Regions from separate parts of the Gossypium hirsutum genome. Here region 1 is linked to region 2. Evidence: chromatin contacts called from public Hi-C data. All regions are on one chromosome and are shown on one strand. The core of a region is the stretch at or near the end of the contact, and the rest is flanking DNA. Distances in the headings are between cores, read along the strand shown. Region 1 holds the start of LOC107926679 (pentatricopeptide repeat-containing protein At4g36680, mitochondrial). Region 2 holds the start of LOC107926750 (SCARECROW-LIKE protein 7).

Evidence for each region. Hi-C and Micro-C count contacts between places; a contact is called where the count stands out from the background.
Region 1: a Hi-C map of leaf shows a contact between it and region 2, with 2.4 times the contacts expected there. The contact joins the promoter of LOC107926679 here to the promoter of LOC107926750 in region 2. A contact is called at or near these places in 2 of 34 Hi-C or Micro-C datasets (both in leaf).

What each region holds. Positions count from the first base shown.
Region 1 is chrA12:15,958,464-15,963,910 of Gossypium_hirsutum_v2.1, reverse strand. It overlaps LOC107926679 (pentatricopeptide repeat-containing protein At4g36680, mitochondrial), which reads left to right and starts at 2,585. Exons shown (of 1, transcript XM_016857570.2): 1 at 2,585-4,381. The coding sequence starts at 2,891. The coding sequence ends at 4,132. It overlaps LOC107926667 (splicing factor U2af large subunit B), which reads left to right. Exons shown (of 14, transcript XR_005906664.1): 5 at 1-57; 6 at 138-185; 7 at 287-346; 8 at 428-488; 9 at 575-687; 10 at 766-1,212; 11 at 1,315-1,450; 12 at 1,760-1,827; 13 at 1,961-2,256; 14 at 2,299-2,363.
Region 2 is chrA12:15,651,787-15,657,372 of Gossypium_hirsutum_v2.1, reverse strand. It overlaps LOC107926750 (SCARECROW-LIKE protein 7), which reads left to right and starts at 2,497. Exons shown (of 2, transcript XM_016857686.2): 1 at 2,497-2,648; 2 at 2,756-5,016. The coding sequence starts at 2,790. The coding sequence ends at 4,634.

The DNA.
Region 1 (5,447 bases), core at 1,336-3,835, 310 kb before region 2:
AATAATCCAACCCTACCTGGAGTGTTTCCAAACATGTTTCCTCTGGCAACTGGTCAGGTATGTATTTCTCTCGTGCGTATGTGATAGTTGTGAGGTCCTGTGTTCTCGAACTTGGTATAAGTTCCAGCTTTTTGCAGCAGTTTGGTGGTCTCCCTCTTATGCCAGTTCAGGCAATGACTCAGCAGGTTTGGTGGATTATGCATACATTTTTAGTTTAGAACCTATTTACTTGAGAATAATTTTCATAAATTACAGGCACTTATATGATTTATCGTTTCATTTTCAGGCTACGAGGCATGCTCGGCGCGTCTATGTTGGAGGGCTTTCTCCCACTGCAAATGAACAGGTGTTACTCTGCACTATAGTTAAACATTTCATTTTATTGGTTGCATTTATTGCTAGAACTGACCTAAATATTATATTGCAGTCAGTCGCGACTTTCTTCAGCCAGGTTATGGCTGCAATTGGTGGAAATACTGCTGGTCCTGGTATATGGAGAAATTTTTTGATACATCGCAGGACTGGAATACCTGCTTTATGTCTCTAGTCACTCATCCTTTTCTGTTACATTCAGGGGATGCTGTTGTTAATGTCTACATAAACCATGAAAAGAAGTTTGCTTTTGTAGAGATGAGATCAGTTGAGGAAGCTAGTAATGCGATGGCTTTAGATGGGATTATCTTTGAGGTATTCTATATTCTTTAGGATCTTCATACTGAAGTCATTTAAATACAAGAAATTGTAATGACTTGTCTGAATTTCTAGGGAGCACCTGTGAAGGTTCGGAGACCCAGTGACTACAACCCTTCGCTTGCTGCAACTCTTGGTCCAAGTCAGCCCAGTCCCAATCTTAATCTAGCAGCTGTAGGTCTATCTCCAGGGTCTGCTGGTGGGCTTGAGGGTCCAGACCGCATTTTTGTGGGGGGGCTTCCATATTACTTTACTGAAGCGCAGATCAGGGAGTTGTTAGAGTCTTTTGGACCCCTTCGAGGTTTTGATCTAGTAAAAGATAGAGAAACTGGAAACTCAAAGGGCTATGCCTTCTGCATATATCAAGATCTGTCAGTTACGGACATCGCTTGTGCTGCTTTAAATGGAATTAAAATGGGTGATAAAACTCTCACTGTTAGGCGAGCAAACCAAGGTGCTACCCAGCCTAAACCTGAGCAAGAGAGCATCCTTCAGCATGCACAGCAGCAGATTGCTTTGCAGGTAAGATTAGGTAGTGCTATTTTTATTTCTAAAATTTACTCATTTGTTGCAAGTATCGTCTATACATGATAGGCTAATTTGCAGTGTCTTTGTCCTTTACAGAGGCTTATGTTGCAACCACAAGGTGTGCCCACAAAGGTTGTGTGCTTGACTCAAGCAATTAGTGAAGACGATCTTAGAGATGATGAGGAGTATGGGGACATTGTTGAAGACATGAGGCAAGAGGGTGGAAAACATGGTAAAATTATTCTTAAAACCATTTGGTCCATCCTTGTTGTACCTGACCCTCCTTATTAAGTTTTTAAAGTTATTTTAACATGCTAAGTCCTGTATACTTTATTAATTTCCGTTTTCCCTTTTGTTTATATCTCCGTTTTACAGCTCTTCTTGTTCGCTTCTGTTATTAAAGAGTCAAATTTAGCAAATTAAGCTTGCACAGACAGAAGACACTAATTCTTTATCTATATTTTCTTCACACTGATTTCTTCTAACTAATTCCCTGAATAAAGTTTTATGTGGATTCGAAATTTTCACACGTAATATGCAGGTGCATTGGTGAATGTTGTCATACCCCGCCCGAATCCAAATGGTGAATCATTACCAGGTGTTGGGAAGGTCAGTGCTCTATATTTGTAAGAAATCCTGTTGTTTTAGTTATCGACCTGCATTAGCAATGTTTCTGCTAGTTGCCCCTTATTCATTTCTTTCCCTTAGTTACTGACTGACCGCAATTGCTTGGTATTTGAAGGTATTTCTGGAGTACTCAGATGTGGAAGGTTCCCGAAAAGCCCAAGCTGCAATGAATGGAAGGAGATTTGGTGAAAATCAAGTAATTGCTGTGTTCTATCCTGAGAACAAATTTGCACAGGGGGAGTATGATGGCTAATGAGCCATATCTTATCTGCTACGCCTATGATGCAATGTAGTTGTACGAACTGGTTCTTTATTCGTTTAGGTTTTTAGAGTTAAGATATAGACAAGGTATAAGAAATTTATCCATGACTCCCACCTCTTATTGTAATTCTAATGTTGGTTTTGTACCTAATGCCAATTGCCAGGTTTGTGACATGCTCTCTCCTCTTCCAAATGTCCTTTAGTTTGTATCTCCTGCATTTCTTAATTTGGTATCAAGGATGAAGAAAATATTAAAATTCGAACCAGCTTTAGGATATTTATTTTGTGTGTTGGCACTGGAATTAAAAGTGAGATGAAATATCAAATAAAGGCTAGTTATTTGTATTATAAATTTTAAAACAAACGAGTACATGTTTTCTTTATCATCTTAAAATTGAAGTTTATTTTTTAAAAAGAAAATTATCTAGAGATAAAACCCTATATTTAAAATACAAGGTTATTTTGGGTCACTCGTAATTCAGTGAACATTTCCATGTTATACGTTCATTTTCACAAAGGGTGCCATTTCCAAGTAAATTTTAACTATCCAAAAAAAAAAAAAAACTCGCTCACGTAACAAATATGTAATATTGATTGGCCAATAAAGATTTGAATGATCGTGTTGTGTGTATAAAGAAATAAGAAAAAATAATAATAGAAGGTTAAAAATAAACTTAACGAAGTTCATTAGCAAAATTCTCTGACCATTGATTTTAAGCTGCTCTGCTCCGTTCCCACTCTAAAACCCTAAAACCAAACCCTAACAAGTCTCCTACCAAAAAACATGTCATCTTCCATTCGTCTTCGCCACCTCCGCCACTTTTCGGCCACCTCCAATGCCGCTGCCTCCTCCGCCGCTGCCTCCTCCGCCGCTTACTCCTCCATTTCGGTTTCCCAAGCCAAAAGCAAACTCCGCACTGAGTACGACCCTGACAAAGCCCTCGAAATCTACTCTTCCGTTTCCAAACACTACTCTTCCCCTTCTTCTTCCCGCTACGCTCAAGACCTCACCGTCCGCCGCCTCGCCAAGTCCCGTCGTTTCTCCGACATCGAATCCTTAATAGAGTCCCACAAAACCGACCCCAAGATTTCTCAGGAGCCTTTCCTCTCTACTCTCATCAGATCCTATGGTATCGCTGGCATGTTAGATCATGCCATCAAAACTTTCCATCAAATGGACCAATTTGGTACCCCCAGATCAACCATTTCTTTCAACGCCTTGCTCTCCGCTTGCAATCAGTCTAGGCAATTTGACAGAGTTCCCCAGCTGTTCGATGAAATTCCCAAGAAATACATTGGTCTTTCACCAGACAAAGTTTCCTACGGGATTTTAGTTAAATCTTATTGCGAAGCGGGTCATCCCGAGAAAGGGCTTGAGGTTCTAAGAGAAATGGAAAGGAAAAGCGTGGAGGTAACTGCAGTTACCTCTACAACAATTTTAAACGCATTGTATAAGAAGGGAAAAACGGAAGAGGCAGAGAAGTTGTGGTTTGAGATGATGAAGACTGGTTGCGAATTAGATGTTGCTTCTTATAACGTTAGGATTTCGAATTTTCAAGGCGGAGAGCCGGAGAAAGTGAAGGAGTTGATTGACGATATGAGCACCCTGGGGTTGAAACCGGATACCATTAGTTATAATTATCTGATGACTTGTTTTTGTAAGAGAGGCATGTTGGATGAAGCTAAGAAGGTATATGAAGGATTGGAAGGTAATGGGTGTAATCCAAATGCGGCTACTTTTCGGACGCTGGTGTTTTATTTATGTTTAAATGGATTGTATGAGCAAGGTTATAAGGTGTTCAAAGAGAGTGTGAGGTTGCATAAGATTCCTGATTTTAACACTTTGAAGCATTTGGTGGAGGGATTGGTGATGAAAAAGAAGATCAAGGATGCGAAAGGGTTAATCAGGACGGTAAAGAAGACGTTTCCTCCCAACTTTTTGATAGCATGGAAGAAGCTCGAGGAAGAACTTGGTTTGGTTTCTGGTAATGCTGAAGCTCGTGAGGCTAAAGAATCAACAGGTTAGAATTGAGATTTTAGCTGTTATTTTGCTGGTGGTTTGAGTTAGCTGCTTTATATTCTTTTGCAGCTAAGAATGATTAGATGAACTATGCAATCCACCATAGAAGTTTGAATGATGATAATATTTTTTTTCTTAGATAGTTTTACAAAAGGTCAATTCTGCTTAATTGTAAGGATTAATTTGTGTTACTCTTTTGCTATGTTTTTGTTTCATTGTTCTACTTGTTTTGGAATGAAAAGAAAATTCTAATAATCGAATATTCTGCTAAAACTATTTACTAGTTTTGTTTTGTTCGGGACATTGAGCTTTGTTCTATCCTTCTTTAAACTTCTTGATGAATATTTGGTAGTCCAGGGGCTGTTAAAAATTTCATTTATTTTTACAGTGTCTGATAAATAATTAGACAATTACTCGTGGCATACCTTGTTCTGACGTACAAAGATTAGTTTTTAACAGAAGAAATTGATAATTTTTTTAATGAAAAGATCAATTTTCTCTTTGATCTATAGTATGAATCCTAGTTCAAGTATCTCCATGAGACTTCTACCTGAATATTTTCAAAATATTCCCTGCTATTTTGAATATATGGCTGTCCTGCTAAGAACTGTCAATAAAGTTTATAGTTTCTACAATGAAAGATGATATTAAATGTTTCCGGTAGAGTGTGTTGGATTCATGTGCTGTGTCTGCTACCGATGTGTTCGATTTTTATATATATTTTTTCTTTGTAAGATCATGTTTGTCCAAATATACGTTGAAGGCATACTTTAAGAAAGCACGTTGATTAGTTCTCTGAGCAAAGGAAGATCATACCTCCTTAGGTTTTAAATTTGCCCGTAGCCATTAGCTGTTTTTCGCCAATTGCCAAGATGATATATCGATTTTGTTTCAACTTGGAACTTACAATGACAAAATTAATTTTAGTTAAAAGAAAAAAAATATAGGAGCAGATTGTACATTTCATAATTTTTGCATTATTGCTTATCAATAAATTATCTCGGACATTATAAAATATGATAGAAATATGTTAACTTTCTATTTCACAAATGGTTATAAAAAGCCCGAGACACTTCTTTGCTACTCATTCGGCAACTTTATTTGTCTCTCTACCAACAAAGGAGAAAGTAGTAGAAAATGGAACACAGAGAAGATCGAATGTTCAGTTCAATTGTTGAAGTGCCCAACAGTCGCTTTACTAAAAAAAGATTGAGATGAGAAATCAACTTTTGATTATCAAACTCGAATATGAATCTATATTCCTAGCCAAAAAAACACAGCTCGGGTAGCCAATGCTTTTGCAACCTCAACCAAAGACAAA
Region 2 (5,586 bases), core at 1,248-3,747:
ACAAACACAAACAAACTTTCCCTTCCAAAATTTCAACACCCAGGAAAAATAATTAAAACAAAAATTGTTTTTCCTAAGGGACGGTGGCTAAGTGAGTTGATGGAGTAAAGGGAGCAAAATCCTCTTTATATAGGCAACAGAGGGAAAAATTTTAAAAATTATGTAGAAGCCCATAACCATCCAAGATTCCCAAGATGGGATGTTTGAAATTTATTTTGAAATTCTCAGGTTCTAAAATTTTATCATGGGATTCCTTGTTAGAGTTAAGGTTAGGGTTTTGTCATACAATTTGAGAGAAATTGAATGAAAAAATTGTGAATAAAATAATAGAGAGAATTGAGAGAATATGATTGAATGAAGAAAAAATAAAATAATTAGGGTGTATATAAAGAATAAAATAATCGTTGGGGGCAAAAATGTAATTAGCTGTTTGAAATTTTAACCGTTGTAAAAGATTTTTTTCCGATCAATTTATATTTTTTGATTGCTGGGTAAAATGACCATTAGACAAAAATGCCTCTTAATTCTCTAAAAGGTAAATTACACAAACAGTTGCTCAACTTTGGAGTACAGTCATTCAGGTTTCAATTCTGTCATTCAACTTTCGAAAAATAATAAAACAGTCACCACTAACCATTTTCAATTATATGCGTAACGCAACTACCGTTTTCCGTTAGATACTTAACAGAGTTGTCATTTTCCATCCCCCTATCACTACTCTCCCATCACTCTCCCTCTTTCCCACCATCCCTCCTCCTACTCTGATTCTTTCCCTTTTCCCGCCGCCCCTTTGCTAACCCTCTTCCCCTACTCTGATAATTTTACTCCCCCTACCATCCAACGAATTTACAATCATAGAAAATACATACACAAATTGACTGATTAGAGGAAACTTAGATATGAGCAAAGAAAGAAGTGGAAGAGTTTGGTCTAAAATACCATAGATTTGGAGTAGAGTTGGTACCACTTGCATTTCTAGTTTGCCAAAACCTCAAGATTGAAGATTGGCCGATACCTTTCATCCTTTGAATTGTCACCCCATCGCCAAGCTCACTGAGTTTGAGTTTTCAATCTTTGGAAACTATTGGGACACTTGTGTCATGCAGTTGAAAATTAACTTTGAATGTGTCTATGCCCCAATGACAATAGCCTTGGAAAACTGGTGCTTCTAAAGTGCACGAGATTCTAAACTCTCCTATCCACTTTCATCGGCTCCTCCTCAAAACCATAGTTTAAATCCTAAATTGTTAATTGTGATTGGTCTGCATGTTCTTCAGCTTCTTCTTTGGTTTCAATTTTCTAAACACTTCATTTTATCTCATTTTACATTGTTAATTAAATTATCAGCCATGCCAACTAAAAGATTCAAACTTTTTCATTTATTCTGCAGAATTTACAAGATACTATCCTCTTCAAGTAAAGTTTATCATAGAATACACAAAGATATGAAAAGGGTTCCCTTTTATGTGTTTTTAATCTTTAAATTCTCTCACTACCCCCAAACCATAGAAGCTTTCACAATATAAGCTTCAAAAATCTAATAAAAATTGTCACTTTATACACAAATTATACAGTTTGAATACCAATACCTTAACTGTAAATGTAATGACTCTTACAGTACTAACACCCTGTAATGCATTTTTTAAAAAAAAAGGAATCCATAAAGGAAAAAAATGATAAGAAAAGACAACCAATTAGTTAAAAATTCCCAACAGATTTAAATTATTTAGAAAGAGAATCAAAGCAGTAACTTTTTTGTAACGAAAAAAAGTTGATGTCATAAAAGGAATTGAAACCAATGTAATACAAATGATACAATAAATAAATAAGCAATAACATCAAGCTTAAATGGAAGAGAAACGAGAGAGATGTTTCCTTACTTACTTTTATTATTACTAACATTTTAGTTGTCTAATTAGCGAAGTTTTAGTTCCTTCAAGCGAGAGAGAGGTGAAAGGAAATGCCAAAAAAAGGTAGGGAAAAAATCAGAGTAAGGGAAGAGGGTTAGCAAAGGGATGGTAGAGGAAAGGGAAATAATCAGAGTAGGAGGAAGGATGGTAAGGAAGAGGGAGAGAGAATCAAAGTAGGCAGATGAATGATGGGGAAGAGAAAGAGGGATGTGAGAGCAGTGATAGGGGATGGAAAATGGTAGCTCCGTTAAGTATCTAACAAAAAATGGTAGCTTCGTTATGTCTATAACGGAAAATGATTAGTGGTGACTTTTTTATTAATTTTTAAAAATTGAGTAATTAAATTGAAACTTAAATAACTATTTTGTCTAAAATTAAATAACTATTAGTGTAATTTATCTTTTCTAAATTTTAAAAAAAACGAGGTAATTAACTTTTAAAATAAACTTTTTGACTAATTAACCCTCTTAATCCACAAATATTTTAAATCAAATTCTCATTCTATTTTGTTTAAAATAAAGAGGGACCAACTTGTCTTTATGCTTAGCGGCTATGATATAAGGTCCCACTTGTTCATTTGAAGCGACTCGACTCAGCGTTCCCTACTTCTACTGTTTTAGGTATCGTTTTTTAGAGTTGCACTTCTCCAAATTGCTTTCTTTCTCTTTCTCTCCTTTCCTTGAGCAAAATCCAAGTTTGTAGACCTTCTGCTTCAGTTACCGTTGGGCCTACACTTTTGTATGTACTATCTTTCTTCTCTCTCTTCTTTCATGCTTTAAAAACTGGAAAAAATTTCACTCTTTCGCTGATCCTTTCTTTGTTAATTGTGGGTAATGATAGTGCAGTTAAAACGATTTTCCGTCGAGGTTTGGCCGGAGAATGGCATATATGTGTGCGGATAGCGGAAATCTAATGGCAATCGCTCAACAAGTTATAAAGCAACAGCAACAGCAAGAACAACAACAAGAGCAGCACCACCACCAGCAGCAACAGCTTCTTGGTGTCAGTCATGTTACTTTAAACCCTTGGCCTAACAACCCCCACCATGGCGTCTCCAACTCTCCCATTCTCGGATACGGGCTTTCGGGTCCAGGTTTCACTGACCTGTTTCAGGGTGATACTGGAGAAGGGTTTCAGTTCCCTAACATGGGGCATCATCATTCGAGTGGGTTTCGATTCCCGGATTTTGGTGGTGGTTCGGGTGGTGAGTTTGACACCGACGAATGGATGGATTGCTTAATGAACAGTGGGGATTCAACGGATAGTTCAAATCTGCCGTCTGGTTGTGAAGTATGGCAGAACAATGCTGATTTTGGTCTTTGCGGTGCTGATCCATTTAGTGCTTGCCCAAATTGTCTCAGCGTGGCGTGTCCTACGCCGTCTGATCTGAACCGAGTCATTTTCCCAACCGAGGCACAGAAAAACCTTAGCCCTACTCTTCAGTCTCAGCACCAGCTACCTACGTGGTCCCCATCCCCATCCCCTCCACCACCACCTCCTCCTCATGTAGCCGTTAAAGAAACCAAAGCAAGCAGTCCTCCGAGCCAGACCCCACTCACAAACGATGCCGCAGGGGTCTCAGCTGATTCCAGCGAGATCGAGTCAGCTCCCCCGCTTTTGAAAGCTGTACTCGACTGTGCTAGACTCTCTGACTCAGAACCTGAACGCGCGATTAAATCACTGGTTGAACTCAGGGAGTCGGTATCTGAACGTGGAGATCCAACTGAAAGAGTGGCTTTTTACTTCACCCAAGCCCTCTATAGCAAAGTCTCTCTTCCAGCAGAGAAAAGATTGAATCTGCTCGAAACAACGTCGGAGGACTTCACTCTGTCTTACAAAGTATTGAACGACGCCTGCCCTTACTCCAAGTTCGCTCATTTAACGGCAAATCAAGCGATTCTCGAAGCTACTGAGCGAGCAACCAAGATTCACGTAGTGGACTTTGGAATTGTTCAAGGAGTTCAATGGGCTGCTCTTTTGCAAGCTCTAGCGACCAGGTCAGCTGGAAAACCCACCCGAATTCGTATTTCGGGTATACCTGCCCCGGTTTTGGGATCATCTCCAGCTCCCTCCCTTTATGCTTCCGGTAACCGTCTACGCGACTTTGCCAAGCTTCTGGATTTGAATTTTGAATTCGAACCGATTCTAACTCCGATTAAGGAACTGAAGGAGTCCTGTTTCCGAGTTGATGATGATGAGGTATTGGCTGTAAATTTCATGCTTCAATTATACAATTTGTTAGATGCTACTCCGGTGACCGTGGAAGCAGCTCTCCGTTTGGCTAAATCATTGAACCCCAAAATCGTGACATTGGGCGAGTATGAAGCGAGTTTAAATCGAGTGGGGTTCGTGAACCGATTCAAGAACGCATTGCGGTATTACTCGGCCGTATTCGAATCGTTGGAACCGAACTTACCTCGTGATTCACCGGAGAGAGTTGAAGTTGAGAGACAGTTACTGGGTGGGAAAATCGGGGCGATTATTGGAGCAGAAGAAGCAGAAAAGCGAAGGGAACGGATGGAAGATAAAGAGCAATGGAAGGTATTGATGGAAAGTGCAGGTTTTGAAACGGTAAGCCTTAGCCATTACGCGATAAGTCAAGCGAAGATTCTGTTGTGGAATTATAATTACAGTTCTTCGTATTCACTGATAGAATCCAAACCTGGATTTCTGTCATTAGCTTGGAAAGAGGTGCCTTTACTCACAGTTTCGTCGTGGCGTTGATGATGATGATTAAGGGGATTGTTGGTAATGAAGGATGTAAAGTTTTCCACCTGGTCATTTTTCTCTAGTGTGGAATGGGACAGCTCTGGTGAAAATTCAAGTGCAATAATTGAGAAGCTTCTTAGTTATTTCTATCATGTATCATCTTTATTCTGATATTTTCGTTTTCTTTACCATATTAGTTGTTGGGTTTGGAAGTTTCAGCATGACAAAAATTGTAATATATGGGGAATGGAAGTGGTGGAGAGATACACATTTCCCTTAGGTGTCAAGGGCGTTCGATTCAAATAATGTTAGATTGTTGGAAATATTGTAAAATTTATGCAGTTTGTTTGCCTCATTAACATTTAAATGATTAGAAGTGTCATTTCGGATTTGTAAATTTTTCACATTTTGTTAAAGATTTTACTTTTTGGGTGTATGTTTTCTTTAACCCCTAAAATTACTAGCAAATAATGTTCTCTCTTGTCATTCTCTAACTCGAAAGAGAAGCAGTAATCGACGGGACATCTTCGATTGTGCCATTACAAGTCGAGTCTTGTTCTGATCTCTAGTTGACGCCTGAAGCCGTAACCTTACTTGTATCTTGTGTTGCATATGGGATTGATTTTAGGTTTGGTTTTATTATTATTATCATTATAAAAGGTTCTTGTTCTCTTATAATAAATGGATATTTGGGTCGATACAAGAATGAATTTCCATAAGAGAAAGATTTAAGGTAAAAATAGGTTTTGACCCAAAATAAATCTCGAATGAAAATATATAAAATTGATGTGTTCTCATTGCATTTCTATATTTATTAATAATTCATGTAATAATATTTTGAACAAAGGTATGTTATGGAGTAGAGGCGTGAGATAGTGAGACTATCAGGTAAACCGTCTTTAGATCTATAGTTGGATGTTTGATTAAGAAAAAATCTTGTATTTGAACAGTGATTTTTCTATATTTG